Regions from separate parts of the Ovis aries genome. Here region 2 is linked to region 1. Evidence: chromatin contacts called from public Hi-C data. All regions are on one chromosome and are shown on one strand. The core of a region is the stretch at or near the end of the contact, and the rest is flanking DNA. Distances in the headings are between cores, read along the strand shown.

Evidence for each region. Hi-C and Micro-C count contacts between places; a contact is called where the count stands out from the background.
Region 2: a contact with region 1 is called in a Hi-C map of tail adipose tissue, with 4 times the contacts expected there. The contact joins the promoter of TACC1 here to the enhancer-like site in region 1. A contact is called at or near these places in 2 of 16 Hi-C or Micro-C datasets (omental adipose tissue and tail adipose tissue).

What each region holds. Positions count from the first base shown.
Region 1 is chr26:32,538,560-32,544,743 of ARS-UI_Ramb_v3.0, forward strand. It overlaps NSD3 (nuclear receptor binding SET domain protein 3), which reads right to left. Exons shown (of 25, transcript XR_003587200.3): 14 at 5,551-5,724; 15 at 1,278-1,424. Among named protein-coding and RNA genes, the nearest start is that of PLPP5, 24 kb to the left of the region's middle. Within about 2 kb of position 3,787, at least 10 of the 54 cell types and tissues checked have an H3K27ac peak or open chromatin away from gene starts, as enhancers often do. A contact at or near this core is called in tail adipose tissue, where this site is marked.
Region 2 is chr26:32,924,388-32,930,571 of ARS-UI_Ramb_v3.0, forward strand. TACC1 (transforming acidic coiled-coil containing protein 1) reads left to right here and starts at 3,619. Exons shown (of 15, transcript XM_060406924.1): 1 at 3,619-3,710; 2 at 3,883-3,933.

The DNA of each region.
Region 1 (6,184 bases), core at 2,537-5,036:
AAGAAAGATAACGGTTCAAGCTAAGCAAACAGAGGGCTCAAAATAATTTCAATTCATGTCAAGGCCAATACCGAGTACTGAACACAAAGTAAGCAACAATTAAATTTGTCTAATTTTATAAAGGCGCCAGCAGGGAAATCAGGCATTTCCTAAAATGCCTTGGGTAGTCTAATTTTACTGCACTATGGAATTAGTCAGACCCATGTCCATCTTTTTTTTGGAAACAGGTGGTACCACCAGTAAGATGCCATATTGTGACTTCAATGGAAAACAGACAAAAAGTCAATAGTCTCTCAACCTCCTTCTCCATGGGTTCTAACCAACTTGCTTAGTGATACTTTCCTTTAGTCATGGGTCGCTACTTCAGATGTCTGACAAACAGCAAACATACATCAGCAGCAGGCAACACAAAGAAAGAAAAAAAATGAATTAAAATTTCTTTAAAGATTCTGAGCCTGGCCCCAGATCATAATGGAAATGTATACAGGAAAAGGCCTTCACCTTCTAGGTTATTTATTTTACCCTCTAGAATAATAACTCCCCCAATAATACATTACTACTCCCCACCCCCCACCCCTGCTGTATTATATGTAGGCTCTGTAAGGCAAAACACAAGATTTTTCTTCCATAGATAACTGGGAGAAAATAAATATATACATTTAGCTCTTTGTTCTCTGTGGATAAATTATCCATAAGCTATTCTTCAGTTCCGCTGGGCTGCCTTTTAAGCTCCAGTATTTGTGCATTCTCCCAGCTGCCCACCAATGTCTCCTGAGAGAAGGGCAATTAGTTTTCATAGCAAACATTTAAGAAACAAAACGACAGAATATATTCCAGAATCAAAATTTTAAGGGTCAGTTATCTTTGTTCCCTTCTGTTTAATAGCCTATCTTGTTATTTAGTTGAAAGTTAGTAACAAATTACATCCTGTCTGTTCTATTCTAACATGAATGGTAGCTCAGGCAAAAGAGAAAGAGGTCTCAGAATACATTTCTATATTAAGCAGAATCCTAGTCTTTCAATTTTAATAACTACAGATATATGGAATGTGCGAAAACTTATTCAAGAAGTGTAAGTAAAAATTTGTAATAGCAGAATTATTTTAAGCCCTTTTTAATAATTTTGCAGCCATATGAAGACAGTCACAGCCACCAAGGTAGAATTTACTGAAAGCAACAGATGGTGCTTGACAGGCATACAGTTTCCCCCTTCATTTAAAGAGAAAAAAATAGGAAATGCAAAAATAAAAGTAAGAGATAAACTATTTTGATTATTACCTTTCTCACATTTCTTTTTGGAAGCTGACGAAGAAGGAATCATAGGTAATTTCATCAACTCTGCACGATTTGATTCGTTCAGTAGGTAGTGGGACTTATAGGCATAGGAACTGAACATGGGGTCTGAATGGTCCTGCACTATCAGCCCTATACGAGACAAACAGAAAGATGTGAGCTGCAATGAAACTACCCATGATTCCATGAGGAAAAATAAACCAACACCTACTATGTAGCTGTGCTTCAAGGTGGGGGAAAAAGAATATGAAGAAAAAGAAAGATCTGACAGAAAAAGCTTTCTACAGTTAGTAAAGGGAGTTTAGGCTACTCAATGCCTTATCTCTACACAGAAATCTACACACCCAGGGAAAAAACTCAAACTCGAGGATTAAACTGTGTTTGATGTCGTTCTGAAAACCCCCTCTGGAAAACAGAGCTATGTTCCTAAGTGTTTAGAAGGACTATGATGACAACCCAAAGAATAAAATGACATATCACTTAACAGTAGAAATAAGCACTGTCTACATGACACAGTAGAGACCCTGGTCACCTTCAATACGTCAAGCAGCACTGAATGGCAGAATCGGGCCTCCCTTCCTCTCTGCTAAGATGTTTAGATACCCTCAAATTCCAGCTTTCTCAGCCAGACAACGACGCTTTCCTTTTATTAGTATGATACATGATTTTAAAGATGCTGTAAGTTGCTGAACTTCAATGAGGTATTGCAAATCTTTAAAATTTTGTCCTGCTAGGATAATAACCAACTTAAGGGTTTATAAAAACGTCCTTTCAATCCACTAATACAGCTGTCCTATTGGAGGAAAACACCATCTGCTCTAACCCACCAGTAGCACACACCTCTCCTCCCTCCCTTCTCCTCCTGCCCTGAGTTAAGTCCATCCTGTAGCCAAGGGACCTGCAAGACCAGGGAAACTTTCTGTTTGTGGTTACTGGTCAGTTTATAACAACCTAAGACTTTACAGTGCAAATCACGACAGCAGCTTCACAGAGATCTTTTTGAGAAGAGGGTAGAGTTTTGTTTCTAAAGGGGTGACCATTTATTATTTTTGGTGGATGTTATCTTCATTTGGTGCTGCTCAACACTGAGATTCAGGAAGTATCTCTCATGTGAATGGAACTTGAAATTGCTAATTGGTAATACAGAAGAATCTTTGAATAAAGGTTATATAATGTTGAATGAATTTTATACATTTAATAGAGAAAAGTGGTACAGTGGCTTTTAAATAGGGAAGAACAACTTAAAATGTTAAGTAACTTTTATTTTACAGCACCCTCCAGATGAAAGGGAATGCTGAAGAATCTCTACTGCACTGAAATGGCACTTATGACACCATGAGGGGCAGGGGAGGTGGGTTGTTCCTCGAAACGCTGAAGCATTTCCAAAAATATTTCCAGATATTTCAGGCTTTAAGAATTAGCTTAATGATTTTAAACAACCAATAACCAAGAACTAAGACAAAAATCCTCTGTGCAGAGAGAGAAACAACTGCAACACAAGCTAAGTTTCCTAATGCCAAAACATAAAGGACTGAAGTATCCCTTTTAATAAGTGTGGATTTATTACAATTAGATCCCCTTAAAAAAGGAGACCCTCTATAAATACTGATAAAGGAACACGTATCATTTACTTCTGGAGAACTTTTAAGCCCTTTTCAAATCCTAGCATCTGATCTATTTAGAAAAATTTTCTGTAAAATGCTAGAAAAGAAAATGAAAGTTTCTGTTTACTGTGCAAAGCTGCAGTTAGAGTATTCGAGAATTAAATAATCTTGTTCTTAAAAAGGCATTTCAGTACAGCAAATCTTGCAGAATAACTGCCAAATTGATAAAATCCAATGTTAAAATATGGTGTTTCCATTATGTCAAGCTTTTAATCAAGGCATGACAGTTAAACTTAAAACGGTTAGAATTTGCTCTAAAACTAGGTTCCTTGACAAGGGGTCATTTTCTACCTTACTTATATAAAAAATACCTGCTTTAAAGGTCACCCAATTATTGAATGAAATAGAGCAAAAAAAAATATTGGTTGATATACTTACTGATGGTACTTGATTCAGAATGTACTCCCGAGTAAGCCAACATGATAGTTTTAAACTTGATATTTATTAATAAAGTGTTGGCTCAGTTACACATACACACACACCACCCCCCTCCATCACTCCAAGTGAAAGTGAGTAAAAGTAATATTTACAAAGCAACAGAGACTTTATGTTATCACTGACATTCATCTATTTGAAAGTCTCTAAAGCTAGTCATTCAGTTGTTAGTTCAGTATTTTCACCCTAGCATTCCTTTCTTAGGAATGGGGAGATGGACAAGGCACATGCTGACATTTTCTCTGGCTAATGCAATGTGGCATGAGACACGTCCAATCTTCTCCTCCCTGTGCCATCCAGCCTTCAGGGCAGGATACAGCTGCCCTCACTGCTCTACCCAGCATTTCTGACGGCGGCCGCCCCACACGCTTGCGAAACAGGCCAGCTCAAAGCAATGTGTACACTGACTCAGCTGGCTGCTACAAGAAGGACTACCAGTTACTTAATCCTCTACTGTCCACCTCCTCTGGTCTTTTTTTTTTTTTAATGAGAGTTACAAAAGTAAAACAACTCAAGATCTATCATACTAGCTAAATTCTATTAAAAACATTTTATAGTACTTTCACCAAATGGAAAGAACTGTCTTCTAAAACAAAACAAAACACAACCACTATGTCTAAAGTAGATAACTAATGACAACCTCCTGTACAGCACAGGGAACTCTACTCAGTGCTCTGTGGTGACCTAAATGGGAAGGAAATCCAAACAAAGGGTTAGGATATATGTAAATACAGAGCTGATTCACTTTGCTGTACAGCAGAAACGGACACAACGTGGTAAAGCAACTATACTCCAATAAAAAATTATTTAAAAAAGAAAACAAGATCTCAAACTTCTTTTTCAATATGGGCTGCTGCTAAGTCGCTTCAGTCGTGTCCAACTCTGTGCGACCCCATAGACAGCAGCCCACCAGGTTCCCCTGTCCCTAGGATTCTCCAGGCAAGAACACTGGAGTGGGTTGCCACTTCCTTCTCTAATGCATGAAAGTAAAAAGTGAAAGTGAAGTCGCTTAGTTGTGTCCGACTCTTCGCGACTCCACGGACTGCAGCCTACCAGGCTCCTTTGTCCGTGGGATTTTCCAGGCAAGAGTACTGGAGTGGGGTGCCATCGCCTTCTCCACAATATAGGCCAAACATAATCTAATAGGCCTGACATGCCATAGAATCCTTTCAAGAATTTCACACTAAGGGAAGTTTAGAAAACTCAGCATTTATAACAAAAAAATCCCAACAAACTGTGTTTGGGGATATTAGTTGATTTCTAAAATGCTTACACTTTAGATTACACTAAACATTACACTAAAAATTGTTTTTATTATAAAATAGCTGAGACATTCTGTAAAGGTGAATACTCCGTATCATATTCAGCTAAAGAAATTTTACTTTAGATTTATCACGAACTTAAGTTCACTGACACCCTCAGGGATACAATATTGTTTTTAATTGATCAATCTCTTGGCAGACTTAAGTATCAACAGCTGGCAAGTAAGAAAGCCTGCACTGCAGCCTCTTAACTAATATACCCCATATGTTGCCTTGGCTGTATCCCATTAGGCCTCCCTCGATGCCAGACCAAAACATGATAAAATACAACATAAATAATTGAAAAATAAATGTGATCTTCTTGCCTTGCAAGTGAAATCTAAATTAGTTGGAAACTCTGGATTACATAATATGACATGAGAAGATTCTATTTCAAACTGAAGAATTGTTTGGAAAAGTGAAGAGAATTGACCCTTAAACAATGTGGGGGTTAGGAGCGCTGACCCCCACGCAGTCAGAATCCTTTGTAACTTTACAGTTGTCTCTCTCCTGCATCTGTGGATTCCACCAACACTGGAGTACACATTGAGAAAACAGTGTACACAAGTGGATGCGGGTAGTTCAAACACGTGGTTCAAGGGTCAACTGTAATCTTTTGATGCTCCAAACAGGAACACTGAGGACTCATCTTTAACTCTAAGTTACTAAGAAATTAAGCAGAATTTAGCTTAATTTATGGAAGGATTAATATTCTAACAGTCTGAGTATCTAATTTAACAAAAGGGACTGGTTGCTGCAAGTGTGCATCTCTCTTAGGGGTATTCCTGGAACTCGATTTTAATGGGGAAATTTACCAATGAACCTAGAAAGACCTGAAGAGAAAGGACTGAGACTCACCTCTGGCGCAAACGAAACAAAAGCCTACATTTACAGCAGAGGAAGAGCCAGTGCTCCGTGTGGAGTGGTCACTGCAGATGAGAGCGCAGGAAGACACAAGGGTGCTGCCGGCAGCAATGCAAGCATCTACGGAGTGGTAGGCGACTGGGCACCGCAGACATCTCACCATGCGACCTATTGGAAGATGGTCAGGGAGGAACCTGGGTCACAAAGCATCTGCTGACACAAAGGGAGATCTTTGGGGACCCAGGATGATACTGGTTATAGTAGAACTAATTTGGCTCTGCCATTTCTATGCTGTATGGTCCCTAAATGTAGTGCCCATCTAGAGGTCACTCAAAAAAATTTTGTCTGCTCCAGTGCTGGAGAAATGGTGGTCGCCAATATGGCACCTGTTGAAGGAATCTCCAGGGGTAATTTTGAACATATGGAATTTACTTCTCATGGTCTGAATTAGAACCTTGTATCCACTTATCTTAGGGTTCTCCTGGTGGTTCAGTGGTCAGGAATCCTCCTGCCAATGCAGGAGACACGGGTTTGATCCCTGGGTTGGGAAGATCCCCTGCAGAAGGAAATGGCAACCCACTCCAGTATTCTTGCCAGGATAATCCCAAGGACAGAGGAGCCTGGTGGG
Region 2 (6,184 bases), core at 2,369-4,868, 390 kb after region 1:
TGTGAAATCCTTGCTTTTTGGAGGAGGCAACTGAGGTTCCCAGAGTCAAACTCTACTCAGAGAGGGGGGATCTGAGTTAGCACACAACTTCACCCAGGTCCAAAGCCCATGCTCTTTCCACAGCACATTCTGGACTCCTCTGCTGGTCTGCTGCCTGATGCAAAAAGGGATAAAGGGCAGACGTTGCTGATTCTCAGCTGCCCCAGCAATCAGTCAGTTCAGTTGCTCATTTGTGTCTGACTCTTTGCGACCCCACGGACTGCAGCACACCAGGCTTCCCTGTCCATCACTAACTCCCAGAGTTTACTCAAACTCATGTCCATCATGTCGGTGATGTCATCCAACCATCTCATCCTCTGTCATCCCCTTCTCCTCCCACCTTCAATCTTGCCCAGCATCGGGGTCTTTCCCAATGAGTCAGTTCTTCGCATCAGATGGCCAAAGTATTGGAGTTTCAGTTTCAGCATCAGTCCTACTGAATATTCAGGACTCATTTCCTTTAGGATTGTCCCAGTACTCTTGCCTGGCAAATCCCATGGACGGAGGAGCCTGGTAGGCTGCAGTCCGTGGGGTCACTAGGAGTTGGACACGACTGAGCGACTTCACTTTCACTTTTCACTTTCATGCGCTGGAGAAGGAAATGGTGTTCTTGCCTGGAGAATCCCAGGGACAGGGGAGCCCGGTGGGCTGCCGTCTATGGGGTCACACAGAGTCGGGCACGACTGAAGTGACTTAGCAGCAGCAGCGGCAGCAGCGATACCAAGTTTGGAAAGTTTTCTTCCTGGAATAACAATGCCGCCATCTAGTGGGCAAACCTGAGAATGACATCCGATGGACACGGAGAGAGAGGTTGATTGGCATGGAGGTGGCCTCTGTAAAGGGCTGTGGAATTTTCTTTCCCTCTGTAACCTTGCAAGCCGTATTCCAGGGACCAGGAAGCTGCTAATAAATTACCTCTATGTAGTCCATCCTTCAAAACAGAAGAACGATAATAAGAATGAAACTTCTTTTACCCAGTTGCCAGAAATTCTGGACCACTTTCACCATTCTCCCTCAGCACCTCTCAGAGCATCTCTTCCATAACATGACTCTCCCATGCTTCAGACTTTCCATCAATTACAGAACCAACTCCATAGGCCTGGTTAAAACCACACATGCCCCTCCAGCCATTCCCCATGACATACATTGTCTGCTTTCGCCGGGCCCTTATCTTACCTGTTCCTTCTATTGCCAATGACACTGCCTTCTTGTTTCCTTTGCCAGACTCATAACTCCTGCACATTCCGGGCTACCTGGAATATGGTAGGCGTTTGATCACTTTTGAGAGATGAAAAATGAGAATGAATGTCTTTCATTAGCTTAAAACACCCAAAATTTTTTTCATTAATTATATACACATACAGTCAGAGCTGTCAGGCTTCTAAATCTCAGGTAGTTTTACTTTCAAAGTCCTTAACATGCAGTTTGGTAGAGTGCAGGATAGAGAGAGTTTGGGGATATTTGTGTCCCCAAAGAAGGAAGATTATTAAAGAGTCTCAATACGCAGAATAATGTGTTCCTCTTAGAACATGATACTTGGGAGCTCCGTGGTGGTCCAGTGGTTAAGAATCTGTCTTCCGATGCAGAGGACATGGTTCAATCCCAGGTCAGGGAGCTAAGATCCAACACGCCGTGGGCTATTGAGCCCATGCACCACATACAACTAGAGAGATGCCCCCCAGCCCCGCGCTGCAGTGAAGATCCTGTGTGCCACAGCTAAGACCGGACGCAGCCCAAAATAAATAGTAATAATAATGAATGACTCTTTCCTCGAGTTTCCCGCAACCTCTTTTCTTTTCTCAAACAGTGTCTTGAATTTCTCAAAATAAACCTTCAGATGAGTTAGTCAAGGAAACAAGAAACTATACCCAAACTATGGCACTTAAGAAGTTGAGGTTAGGTTACAAAATATACAGAAATAGTTATCTTTTCAGGGATGTGTATTATTTTTGCAATAGCTTTAATTAGATATAATTTACGTGCCACAAAGTCACCTATTTAGAGTGTACAATTCAGTGATTTTTAGTATATTTATACAGTTGTGTGATAATTGCCACAATCAGCTTGAGAACATTTTTATCATCTCCCCCACTAAAACCCTGTACTTCTGTACCCTGTACTATCTCCTCCCAGCCCCCAGTTCCATCACCACCCCAATCCTTGACAACCATTAATCTACTTCCTGTCTCTAGGGATTTGCCCATTCTTGACCTTGCAGGATAAATGGAATCATATAGTTTGTTGTCTTTTGTGTTTGGCTTCTTCCACTTTAGCATGATGTATTCAAGGTTCATCCACGTTGCACATAAAGGTTTGTGCGTGTGTGCATGCTAAGTCACTCCAGGCATGTCGGATTCTTTGCGACTCATGAACTATAGCCCACCAGGCTCCTCTGCCCATGGGGATTCCCCAGGCAAGAACACTGGAGTGGGTTGCCATGCCCACCTCCAGGGGATCTTTCCCATCCAGGGATGGAAATCCAATCTCTTTCGTCTCCAGCGCTGGCAGGAAGTATCCCAATTTGTGGTGGCATTTGACAGTTCACAGACATGACACCCTCCAGGTGACTGTTGACAGCTAAATCTTAGGGTGCCTATTTGCCCCACACATCCCCACCCAGCACCTCCAAGAATCACAACCAGGAATCTTCCAACCTCATCCCTTGCAGGGGAGGTGGGAGGGGCTGAGGAAGAGGAGCTTGTAATTGGACCTGGTCTCCATTTAGGAAAGATAGCCATTCCTGGGCTTCCATCACAGAAAGACCTAGAACTAGGAGAGAGCTGGAAGCCAATCACTACCCCTCCCCTTTGCCACGCAGCACGCGTGGCCAGTGGGCAAAAGTGTGTTTGGGGGTGAGAGGAGGCTGACCCAAGAAGGACCCCAGAAGCCCACAAACTAAGAACATTATCTCTGCCATCTTTCACCAATTTTATTATTTTTGTTATTTTTCCATTAGAGGGGTAGGGGGAAAAAGTCAGGAGGGATGTGGGTGTGTATATTTCTTGGAATCCAAAGGTTCAGAGAGGGGAGGAAATTCATCAAAAATGTTCCCAGTACAAAAGTTGGCAAAACAAATAGCTCTCTCTCTCTCTCTCTTTTTTTCAATCTGAACTGTGTAACAGGAGAAATTCTCTCACAAGGGGAGAGTGTTCCTGAGCCAAGTTTAGGCCTAGGGAAAATTTTCCAGCATGTCAGGAACGAAGCTGACGGTCCATTAAGGAGGGGAAAAAAGCAAAAAAAAAAAAAAGAAGAAGAAGAAGAAGAAGAAGAAGAAGAAGAAAGTGCTGGAGTAAAGCGTAAGGCGGGGGAAAGCTCCAGGATTCAGACAGAGCTTTGCATTCCAGACCGGGCCGCAGTTGAGAGACCCCAGGAAGCTCCCTCTAAAGGGAGGCTGTGGAAATGCACCCTGGGCTCCCAGCCCTAGTGCACACTTCCTGTTCTGCCCCTGGACATTCAAGCCAAAACTTACAAAACATCCTTTCCCCTGGAACCAAGTGCTTGCTTAGGGAGACCCACCCCTCCCCACGTCAGTGATCTCAGCCTGCCCTCCCCTTCCTTCCGCGGAACCTCTCCCACATCAGAGGCGCTCGGCTTCCCGAGCAGAGATGCTGGATCCGCCGTAGCAGGTGATGCCCGAGGGAGCGAGGCGACCGGGGACCACTGGGCACGAGGTAGGAATGAGGGGCTGGGCGCCCTGGGTTCACTTGGCATTTACTTAGCAAAGCGAGGGCTTGACCTTTAAGCCTCGGGCTGGGGTGTTTTCTGGCTGATGGGGGTATGCGGTAGGTGAGTGGACTTTGGGGGAAGTCAGCCTTTCTTTTCCCCCTTTTTTCCCAAATTTAGCTTTAATTCTGGAGTCTCTGGAAGCACGCCGTTATTTACCTGGTGTGGCAAGTAAGTGCTAGGGCAGAATTCTGGGGATTCCTTGCTTTCTTTTCTCTTTTGCTTTCTTTTCTTGGAGAGAGGGGGCATGGGGAGGGGAGTCCTGGAATATCAGGGAAGGTTCATAAAGACCTTCAGCTCTGAATAGATTCAGAGAAAAAGGACCACGTGGATGCACAAGGAAAAGGCATTTTTGACTTGATGAGCTGGGGTCCAGCTGTTTCCCAGCACCTGGGTCATGTGTCTTCCTGGCCCCTGATGCCCCCCTCCCACCCACCCCCACAGCCTGCCACCTGCTGTCTTGGAGACACACACCTTGAGCTGTTTCTCAGCATGGAGGTGTGGCACACGGCCCCAGTGGCATGTGTTAATGGGCAGAACCCAGGCATCCCTAGAGACTTAGATGTCTGTCTGTGGTAGAGCTAACTGGTCTACCTGGAAGGCAGCATGTGGCTTGTTAAGGACATACCCCAGCTGGTGGCTGAGAGGCTGGCCTTGGCAGCACATGCTGACATTGGGCTGACAGTGAGCTCAGCAGGGCTTCTGCACGAGGAATGCTCAAAATTTTATGAAGCAATAATAAGTGAAGCATTTCAAATGCCCTTTCTCTGAACTCTATGGCCTTTACTTCTCTGCAGGACGCATTTGGCTCCTTATCCACATACTGCCTTGCACTGTTTTCTGGGCTTGCCTGATAGCTCAGTTGGTAAAGAATCTGCCTGCAATGCAGGAAACCCTGTTTCAATTCCTAGATCAGGAAGATCTGCTGGAGAAGGGATAGGCTACCCACTCCAGTATTCTAACCAGCCAAATAAATGCGAGTATATTGGACAAATGAGCCATAATCTGTTATTTGGTGATCCTGAGACGGGTACTAACTCTTGTTGAGTCCTGGCTGTGTGCCAGGCACCATTCTGAAGGTGGCAGGTATCATTATCATCCCCACTTTACAGATGAGGAAACTGAGGCTGTAGACACAACTAGTAAGTGCAGAGGAGGAATCTACTGAGTCCAGGCCACCATCCTCTGAAACCAGGATGGGGTTTGACTCTGGGGTCCTGCATTGTCTAGCTGGGTGACTTCAGACAAGTTAAATATCTTCAGCCTCAGTTTCCTCATCTGCAAAATGAGACAATAATAACCTGACAGAGGTGTTGTGAGAGATAAGTTAATCTTAGAAATTATTTTACTGAAGCAGGTCAACGATTCAGGCATGCTCCTCCCAGCCCCTATCTACCCTGTGCAGTATAAACACAGAGGAAACTTTTGCAACTGAAAAGCTTCAGGGCCCTGTAGAAGGTAGCAACGGTGCCTTGCTAGGATTTGTACCTTAAACGAGGAACACTGGAGTTCACTTACCAGCCAGTGCAAACCTGTAGCCACCAGCTCACTAGACTCTAAGTTCACTAAGAGCAAAGTTCATATCGTATACAGGTTCTGCGTTCAAACAACTTCGGAAGGCCATCTCCAAAAAAATTCCAGAAAGTTCCCCAAAGTAAAACTTGAATTTGCATGTGATTATTTACATAGCATTTAGATCATATTTGTATTTAGATTGTGCTTACATTTAGAATGTATTTACATTCTTGTATTAGGTTTTAGAGATGATTTAAAGTATAAGGGAAGATGTATGTAGGTTATATGCAAGTACTGTGCCATTTTATGAGAGTCCTAGGTGACACTAGTGGTAAAGAACCTCCCTGCCAGTGCAGGAGATGTAAGAGACATGAGTTCGATCCCTGGGTAGGGAAGATCCCCTGGGGGAGAGCATGGCAACCCACTCCAGTATTCTTGTCTGGAGAATCCCATGAACAGAGGAGCCTGGTGGGCTACAATCCATAGGGTTGCAAAGAGTCAGACACAACTGAGGTGACTGAGCTTGCATGCCCTTCTATGAAAAGGACTTGAGCACGGGTGGGTTTTGGTGCCCGCAAGCATCTTGGAACTAGTCCGGGGGGCAGGGGGAGCCAAGGGATGACTATACATTTGTTTCTCTTGGAGTATGATTCTCAAGCTGTGGTCTAAAGACCTCAGTGCCCTTTCTAAGGGACATGGGGTCCCTCTGGGGAGGAGTTCAACAAGTGGGTGCTCCAGGAGCCTCCTCTTCCCTCTCCCAACAAAGCAGCTCTGTCTTCACCTGAGTGTTAAGGGGCTGAGTCGAAAGCAAGTTTTGAAATCAATGTTCAGAACTGCTAACCTGGGACAGGTAATGTTGTGTCTCGGGAAAAAATAACTGCTTACAGGATGGGGTTGATTTACAGAG